Regions from separate parts of the Rattus norvegicus genome. Here all the other regions are linked to region 1. A link is a contact called in public Hi-C data. All regions are on one chromosome and are shown on one strand. Each heading gives the region's core, a stretch centred on a gene start, on an enhancer-like site or on the middle of the called end of the contact. The rest is flanking DNA. Distances are from core to core; before and after follow the strand shown. Region 1 holds the start of Akap13 (A-kinase anchoring protein 13). Region 2 has its middle 60 kb from the start of Sv2b. Region 3 overlaps Akap13 (A-kinase anchoring protein 13).

Region 1 (2,652 bases), core at 49-2,548:
TAAGTTTAACAGACGTCATAGAAATACAACTGAAATTAACATGAAATAACAGGGCCATTGTGTTTACTATGAATGATACTTAAGCTAGTTCCTCTCTCGGAACTAAAACAGCTCAAATGCCAGTCAACGAAACGCAGGCAGTGGAATGACTCCACCGAAAACTTGAGAAGGCAAGTGCTTAAAACAGTTTGTAAGTCCCCAAGAGATGAAGGTGTACAAAAGTGACACTGGTTTATCTCAGAGTCATCTCGACTGATAGGAACTTTGTTACAGACAATGAATGACCTTTCAAGAACTGGAGCGATTCCCCTGACCAGGGGCAATCCAAAGGTTTAGGGGGGAAAAAATAAGTGGTTTCTGGAAATCAAACGGATAGGACATAATGAGGGTGGTAACAAGAAAAACAAACAAACAAAAAACAAAAAAAAAAACAAGGCACATCACTTTGTATACCTGCCCAAGGCAATACACCCTCAAAATAACTTCATTATTAAGTGGGAAAGCAAAGACTGAAACACTAAAAGATTGCTCAATCCATTTTCATTGTTAACTCCTGAGTTCACAGTAGAGTCTAGAAACATAATGTGACCCAGTATTTCAGCTGAAAGATAGACACTTTCTTAGTGAGAAATAAAATGAGGGTATGTCTCGCACCCCAGTTAAGTGTCAGCGAGCCTACTTACGAAAAGCAGCGATTCGCTAGTTCTCAAAGTACTTGCAACTAGGGCTCGGTGGCGGAGCAGCCGAATGCACCACCCTTCCCGGGAGCCAACCGCGCCCCCCCCAGCCCCCCGAGAAAGCCCGGAAAAGCCCCCAAAGGCGACCGGGACCCGCAGTGTTTACCCTGCTCGACTGCCCCGGGGAGCTGCTCGCTCCCTTGGCCGCACACTCCGTCCGAGCGGCGCGCCCCACCGAGCAGCCGTCTCTCAGACCAGAGTCGCACCAAGCGCCACAGGAGCGGGCGGCAAGGGGACGAGGGTCCGAGGAGGCCGGGATCGGCGGCCGCGCCACCCACCCCTGGCTGCCCATGCTGTGGAGAAGGGTCCGCCACCCGCGTCGCGCCCGCGCGCCCCCGCGTCCCGCAGCTCGCGCGCGCGGCCGAGGGCAGCCGAGGGGGAGGGGCGGCTGCGCGCGCGCCCCCTCCTCAGACGCCCAAACTTCCCTCAACTCCTTCAACTAAGTTGCGCTCTCACCGTGCGGCTCCCCGGGCTCCCCCGCGGGCCGAGCCGGAGCAGCTCCGCGCCTTGGCGGCGGAGAAGGACAATAGGCGGCCGCTCCCTCGACGGCGGCGGTGACGGCTGGAGCAAGGAGCAAGCACGGCCGTCTCGACCGATCCCAAGCGCTTAGCAGCAGCAGCAGCAACTCCGGCTCCGCGACCGCCCTGCACACAGCCCTGCCCACCCGCGCATGCGCCGCCTGCGGATCGGGGGTGGGCGGGGCAACAAGCCAAGCCTCAAAGTTTCGATTGGACAACTAGACTGCCCTTCACATTCTGTGAAGCCAATAGGAACGCTTCTTGGCAGTTGGCTCCGGTTGCTAAGGAACGATGAGGTTGACCGCCACTGCTGCCAGGCGGCAAAGTGATCAAAGTCGGGTGGCTGGCAGCAGCTGCTGGGGAAATGCCCACCCACCTTCTCCTATCCGCCCCATCTCCGGAAGCCACCCTTCCTCTGTGCGCCTGGTGCTTACCTAAATCAGAGCACTTAACATACGTTGACTCTAAGACTCAATGGAGTCTTCTTAAGAATCCAAGGTGGAGCGACACAAAGTACTCAAGTGTGTTGGATGGGTGAATGGTCCGTTGACAGGATGAAGATTGTCCAAGTGTATCCTGTGACTGTGAGCTATTCATTCACCACAAAATCATTGCCTTTGAGTTGCCATGGACTTCAGCAATCATCTAGTGGCTTCGGAGAAACAAAGTATGGATATGTGCCAATGGTGACCCAAGAGATTACATTAATTGGTACAAAAAGAAACTTCTCTTTGATAGTTACATATTGTAATGTGTCATTAAGGGAAAACATGCCTATTACGTCAATCTATTTTAATGTTATTCTCTTCGGTCAATAGAAAGTTGAAAAAACACCGGGGTTATGAATATTAAGAAATATGAGGTTTTCTGTGCAGCTCAATATTAATTTATAGTAGTTGAAGTAAGAAAAGTGGTTTCCTAGGAGGAGAAAGGTATTGACTGGGAAGGAACAGAATGGAATCCCTGCCATACTGGCTTTGCATTTTCATGTTAAAAACATATGAAATCAAAAATATCATGTGGATGCACCCCTAAGGTAACTACCCCATTGGAAGACAAGGCTTAAAAGGAGCTTTTGACAACTGATTGCCACTAGGAAGCAAGAGTCAGTGTCCTTTAAGTATTGGACCCGATCTGGTCAACCATGCTCCACTAGATGGCACCTACACATATATGGACAGTACAAGTTGAACACAGTGGATTGTAAGTTTTTAAAGAACAAAAGGAAAATAAGAAGTTGAGAGGAATGGGGGTGGGTGAATGTGACCAAAATATATGAATGAATAAAATGTTCAAAGAATTACTTGAAAAGATTAATTTCATATAATTTCAAAATCAATTTTAAAAAAATAGTACATGATATGGACCTGCAAAAAACTGCAAGAATGAAAGTCATT
Region 2 (2,652 bases), core at 94-2,593, 100 kb after region 1:
CCACTTACTAGGATCTCAACCTTGATTGTAGACTTGCGTAGCTCTCTCTACTGTCCCATGCCTACTTGGATCAGAGAGTGTCACTGACCAGGTTTCTTTGAGCACGTTGCTGAACTTTTGATATTCATCTTCGTCCAATATGGAAGATGAATACACGCCCTATAGACTTCGTTGCTAGCCCATCATGTGACTAAACCGTAGAGGGCACAAAAGACTGCGTTGTTTATTCTCGAGATACACTCTCAATATTTAACTTAACTCATTCCGTGATGTCATACCATTGGCAGTGAGAACCAAAGCCCCTCTCTTTTGCTGTCCCCCTTTCTGTGACAACTCCCTGGCTCTCCCGAAAGATACTCCTTGATTCATGGATGTCACCAACTGCCATCTGGGGAAACTGAAGGCACGATGCTTTTGAGTTTGGGTTGTCATTGATAATTCTACCACACGGTGGCGCTGCCGAACCAGGCACTGCTGTCACTGGCGCCATTTCGATCTAATGTCAGGCGATCTCAGTGAACCAGAGAAGACCTTTGTGTAATTAAGGGTGATGAAGCAGTTCCTACATCCCATTTCATTCACCTGGACTGATCAGTCTGCTTTTGTGTGTGATGGAAACGAAGCTGCAAGATCGCTCTGTGTGCAGGAGAGATGCCCCCACCCCCTTTTTGATCCGTATACCAACGTGGCACAAGCTAGAACCATCAGAGGAGGGAGCCTCACTTGAAAAAAGGCCTCCTTAGGATCAGGCTTTAGGCAAGTCTTTAGGGCATTTTCTTAATTAGTGATGGATGCAGGAGGACCCAGCCTGTTATGGGTGGGAGTATTCCTGGGCTGGTGGTCCTGGGTTCTGTCATAAAGCAGGCTGAGCAAGCCAGGGGAAGCAAGCCAGTAAGTAAGTTGCACCCCTCCATGGCCCCTGCATTCGTTCCTGCCTCCAGGTTCCAGCTTTGTTTGAATTCCTGTCCTGATGACTTCCTTTCATGGTAAACTGTGATAGGGAAGTGTAAGCCAAATAAATCCTTTTCCTCCCCAACTTGCTTTGGTCATGTTTCTAAATCGTGGAGGACACTATCGCTATTTAAGTCTGACTACAACATGCCCACAGCTGAGGTTTAGTTCCGGCCTCTTGTGCAATTTCTCTGGTCTTCAAGTTCGCATTCAGAGCTCTGTGATAGGGGAGGGGAGAGTTCTTTGCAAGCGACAGCTAGTGACGACCATGCTCAAGAAATTGACATTCTTCTTTCTGGCTGTTGCTTTGCTGGTTCCTGCCACAGAGGCTGTTGTGCAAGAGCCGGCACTGACGAAGGCTTGAAAACACTTGTGGGCGGCTTCTCTGCGTATATGAGTGCTTGGGCTTGGAGCTTTCTGTTTAAACTCCTGTGATGGAGTTCAGAAGCAGTAAGTGCTGGAGGACTGTTCCAGAATCATCAACTGTGTCCTATTACCTGTCTCTCAAGCCAGAACCTGTGTCTTCAAGGGTTGGTTAAGAATGACTGCAGTCGGCCGACAGGAGCCGGATGTAGATCTCTCCCGAGAGACACAGCCAGAATACAGCAAACACAGAGGCGAATGCCAGCAGCAAACCACTGAACTGAGAATAGGACTCCCGTTGAAGGAATCAGAGAAAGAACTGGAAGAGCTTGAAGGGGCTCGAGACCCCATATGTACAACAATGCCAAGCAACCAGAGCTTCCAGGGACTAAGCCACTACCCAAAGACTATACATGGACTGACCCTGGACTCTGACCTCATAGGTAGCAATGAATATCCTAGTAAGAGCACCAGTGGAAGGGGAAGCCCTTGGTCCTGCTAAGACTGAACCTCCAGTGAACGTGATTGTTGCGGGGAGGGTGGCAATGGGGGGAGGATAGGGAGGGGAACACCCATAAGGAAGGGGAGGGGGAAGGGTTAGGGGGATGTTGGCCCGGAAACCGGGAAAGGGAATAACACTCGAAATGTAAATAAGAAACACTCAAGTTAATTAAAAAAAGAAAAGAATGACTGCAGACAAGCATGGAGGTATGCATTTGCAACACTCAGGAAATTGAGGCAAAAGGAACTTGAGTTTATGAATTAGCTTAGGCTATATAACAAGACCTTGCCTCAAAAGCCAAGGGTGCACATGCTTGAGTGCGTGTGTACACACACACACACACACACACACACACACACACACAGGAGCCTACCAATGGGTAGAAAGGACACAAAGAGGTACTTGAGAAAAGTAGCTTAACCCGGAAAACAAACCCAGTTAGACAAGTTGTTTAACTGTTTACACCATGACTCCATGTCAGCTGCTTTTGTTTGTGCTTCTCTCTTGTCTGAGTTGAGTCAGCATTGCATGGTGATGTTTCAGAACTGTCTGTCACACACGAGGAAGTAGTCCCATAGGATTGGATTAGCCCTGGAAAGTTTCTAGCTCTTAGTGACATCATAGGCATGCTTGTGATGCTGCTGGTGTAAAAACCCTACTGTGCTGCCAGCCATAAAAAGCACAGCACACACAGTTATATACACCACATAATACTTGATAACAATAATAAATAAATGTCAGTGCTGTTGGCTGTCGGTTCATCCTTTACTGTACTTTGCTTGCTTTTCATTGTGTGTGTGTGTGTGTGTGTGTGCGTGTAATGTATGCATGTGTGT
Region 3 (2,652 bases), core at 91-2,590, 93 kb before region 1:
GTAACATATACACCAGCTTTCTACATGTAGAGATGAATGCTCACAGGCTACAGAGAGAGCTGTGACCAGGAGAGCTTCTGTAGAAATTCCTATGCCCCATGATGCCCCTGACTCAAGGCAGATCATTTAAGGCAGACAGGCAGGTGCAGAAGATGTCATCAGAACACAGCTAAGTAACAGGAAGCACTGGTTTGCTTGCACTCAACAGGTCTGTAACGTGGCTGGCCTATAGCAAGTCAGTCCTCAATGTCTGTTGAGCTAAACCCGAAATAGTTAATATTTAAAAGAGGAACCTTAAAATGCTGCACATAAGTTCACGAAATCTTATCCTTTCTTTTCACAACTGACACTGGCGAGCAGGTGGACGAATGAACCTGAGGCTATAAAGACAAGACACTTCCTGCTCCTTGTGGGTCACAGTTTCTTCTTTCAGGGAGAAGACCCATAAAGCTGTACGAGCTGAATAAGCACTGCAGCAAAAGCAGGATCAGGGTCAGAAATGAAAGGAGATCTTGACAGGACTGAGCAAAGCAGACAGAAAGGCTTCCCACAGAGTTATCTCACACAGGTCACTAAGGCACAAAGAACACACATTCTGTTGCTAGACTTCAAGTTTCTTCTCAAACAATGAACTGTCAAAGGTGACAGGGGAGGAGGTGAAAGAAATTACAGACTAAATCCAGTTGTAGGGAAACAGCTGTGAAATCTGAGAAGTTGCAAACACTAGCTGTGACGGAACTTTTACCATGCCATGTAACAACAGCCAACTTGAAACAATAAACTCTGCATCTTCATGAGCTTTTCCTTATATTCAATACTGTCCCCAAAAATAATGCCACAAAATTTAATTATGGGACCCAAATTATGGGAGAGGGAATGCATAGGTACCCCCACACAAAGCCTTCCACTCCACAGTGCCATTACTGAAATGCCAGAACCAAGAGCAGGGCACCTGCCACCACGCAGGATGCTCAAGTACAAGACGCCGACCCTGCAATAAGGCAAACAGTCAACCCTTTCCCGAACGACTGCCAGTTAGTCATGTTACATTAGGAACTGCTCACAATCTCCGTAGAAGGAGCTTAAGGCATCAAACGCAGTCAGATGATAAAATGTAACCTCGAAGGGAAAATTCCCTTGGGGGAAAATGATTAAATTTTTTTTAACAAACAGGAGGCTGAAGTGTGCATGAAGCAGGGGCGAGAAAGATTTTCATACAAAGTGTGCCAAGAACATCGAGAGAACATTCCTCCGAAAAGTCACATTTGCACTGATTCTCGATGGCAGCGGGTCAGAGAACGTGGCAAGTGGAAGGCAAGCACAAACTCAGCAGCAACAAGGAACAAAGTTCAGTCACGAGACACAAACACACACTGATGGGAGGCAACACAACTTTGGAGTGCTTTATATGGGGGATTTGTTTGTTTTATGTGTGGTGTTAAACCACCAGGAGAGGCAAGTAACCCAGGAACATGATTCAGATTTTTAAAAGAATTACAGTTCCTATGTGAGAGAAATACTGCTGGACAGAAATTACCAAAAGAGGAAGGTCACTTGGGAGGCTGTGAATTCCTGCTCGCCCAGGCACACATACCTCCTTCCCATCTTTAAAGACCTTATTCAAGTGCTGAGGAGGAGAGGCAGTTCTCTATTCCTCCAGCTCATCCCTACTTAGCATGCTTGCAGTGCAACCTGCTCCAGTCCACCCATGAAAACACCAAGTGAAAAAAGCAACATGTCACAGAGGAAGGAGCCTCTAGTCACAAACAGGTGGACCAATCTCTCCTCCTAGAAACTGCGGTCCACAGTCCTGCTATTTGCCGCTTCTTGGGCAAGTCTTAAAAGAGCTGTGCCGAAGGCCGCTACAGCCAATGCTGCGTGCCCTCAGAAGCAGTGATGTCGGATACACGGAGCAGGGTGGAGGATAGGGAAAGCTCTATGTGAGGGTGGACATCTGTTCCCCAGAAGCAGGCTGGGACCTGTTACAGAGATTTGTACTGTAAGCCACAACACACACGCACACCCCAGCCTCGGAGCGGAATCCAAACCAACTCAGAAAGACTAAAGTCTGAACCATGAATGGCAAAAGGAAATTGGAGTCAAGAAAGGGGCAAACCTTTCTTTTTGTATCATACAAGACCAGAAAACAAGTTTCTGTTTTAACACTAATGCCCAGGTACTAAGATGAAGAGTCTTTCTCTGAGAAGACCAAGGCTATGAAAAAGGTCAGAACAGAGTCTCTACCATGCACGGTTGATCTCAACTCCAACAAAGGGGTAGGAAAATGTTTCCTGTGGACTAGACAGTAAAAACTTTCAGCTTTGTAGAACATATCTGATCACTCTCACAATTACTCAATTCTCTTTTTGAAACAAGGACAGGCTGGCAAATGGCTTATGTGGTAAATCCGGTACTTGTGGGAACCTTGCTCCTTAAACCTCTCCATCTCTTCACAGACCTTTGCCGGATCCACAGAACCCACAGGTTGGAAGAAGAGAACTATCCTCTAGCTTCCATACTTATAATCCCCCTCAAATAAATTAGTAAAATTAAAAAGCTACAACCCGGTTTCAATGAAATTTTGCTTCAGAAAACAGATGGTAGGCAGTGATTTACAGGGTATAGGACTGTAAACTCCTTTGTCTAAAAGCC

Evidence for each region. Hi-C and Micro-C count contacts between places; a contact is called where the count stands out from the background.
Region 2: a Hi-C map of mammary epithelial cells shows a contact between it and region 1, with 2.2 times the contacts expected there. The contact joins the enhancer-like site here to the promoter of Akap13 in region 1. A contact is called at or near these places in 4 of 12 Hi-C or Micro-C datasets (the A7r5 cell line, the Rat2 cell line, Schwann cells and 1 more).
Region 3: a contact with region 1 is called in a Hi-C map of liver, with 5 times the contacts expected there. The contact joins the enhancer-like site here to the promoter of Akap13 in region 1. A contact is called at or near these places in 2 of 12 Hi-C or Micro-C datasets (the A7r5 cell line and liver).

The regions. Positions count from the first base shown.
Region 1 is chr1:138,722,796-138,725,447 of GRCr8, reverse strand. Akap13 (A-kinase anchoring protein 13) reads right to left here and starts at 1,298. Exons shown (of 38, transcript NM_001106271.3): 1 at 1,194-1,298.
Region 2 is chr1:138,621,297-138,623,948 of GRCr8, reverse strand. No RefSeq gene overlaps it. Among named protein-coding and RNA genes, the nearest start is that of Sv2b, 60 kb to the right of the region's middle. Within about 2 kb of position 1,343, at least 17 of the 93 cell types and tissues checked have an H3K27ac peak or open chromatin away from gene starts, as enhancers often do.
Region 3 is chr1:138,815,684-138,818,335 of GRCr8, reverse strand. All of the region lies in intron 2 of Akap13 (A-kinase anchoring protein 13), which reads right to left. Among named protein-coding and RNA genes, the nearest start is that of Akap13, 93 kb to the right of the region's middle. Within about 2 kb of position 1,340, at least 4 of the 93 cell types and tissues checked have an H3K27ac peak or open chromatin away from gene starts, as enhancers often do. A contact at or near this core is called in liver, where this site is marked.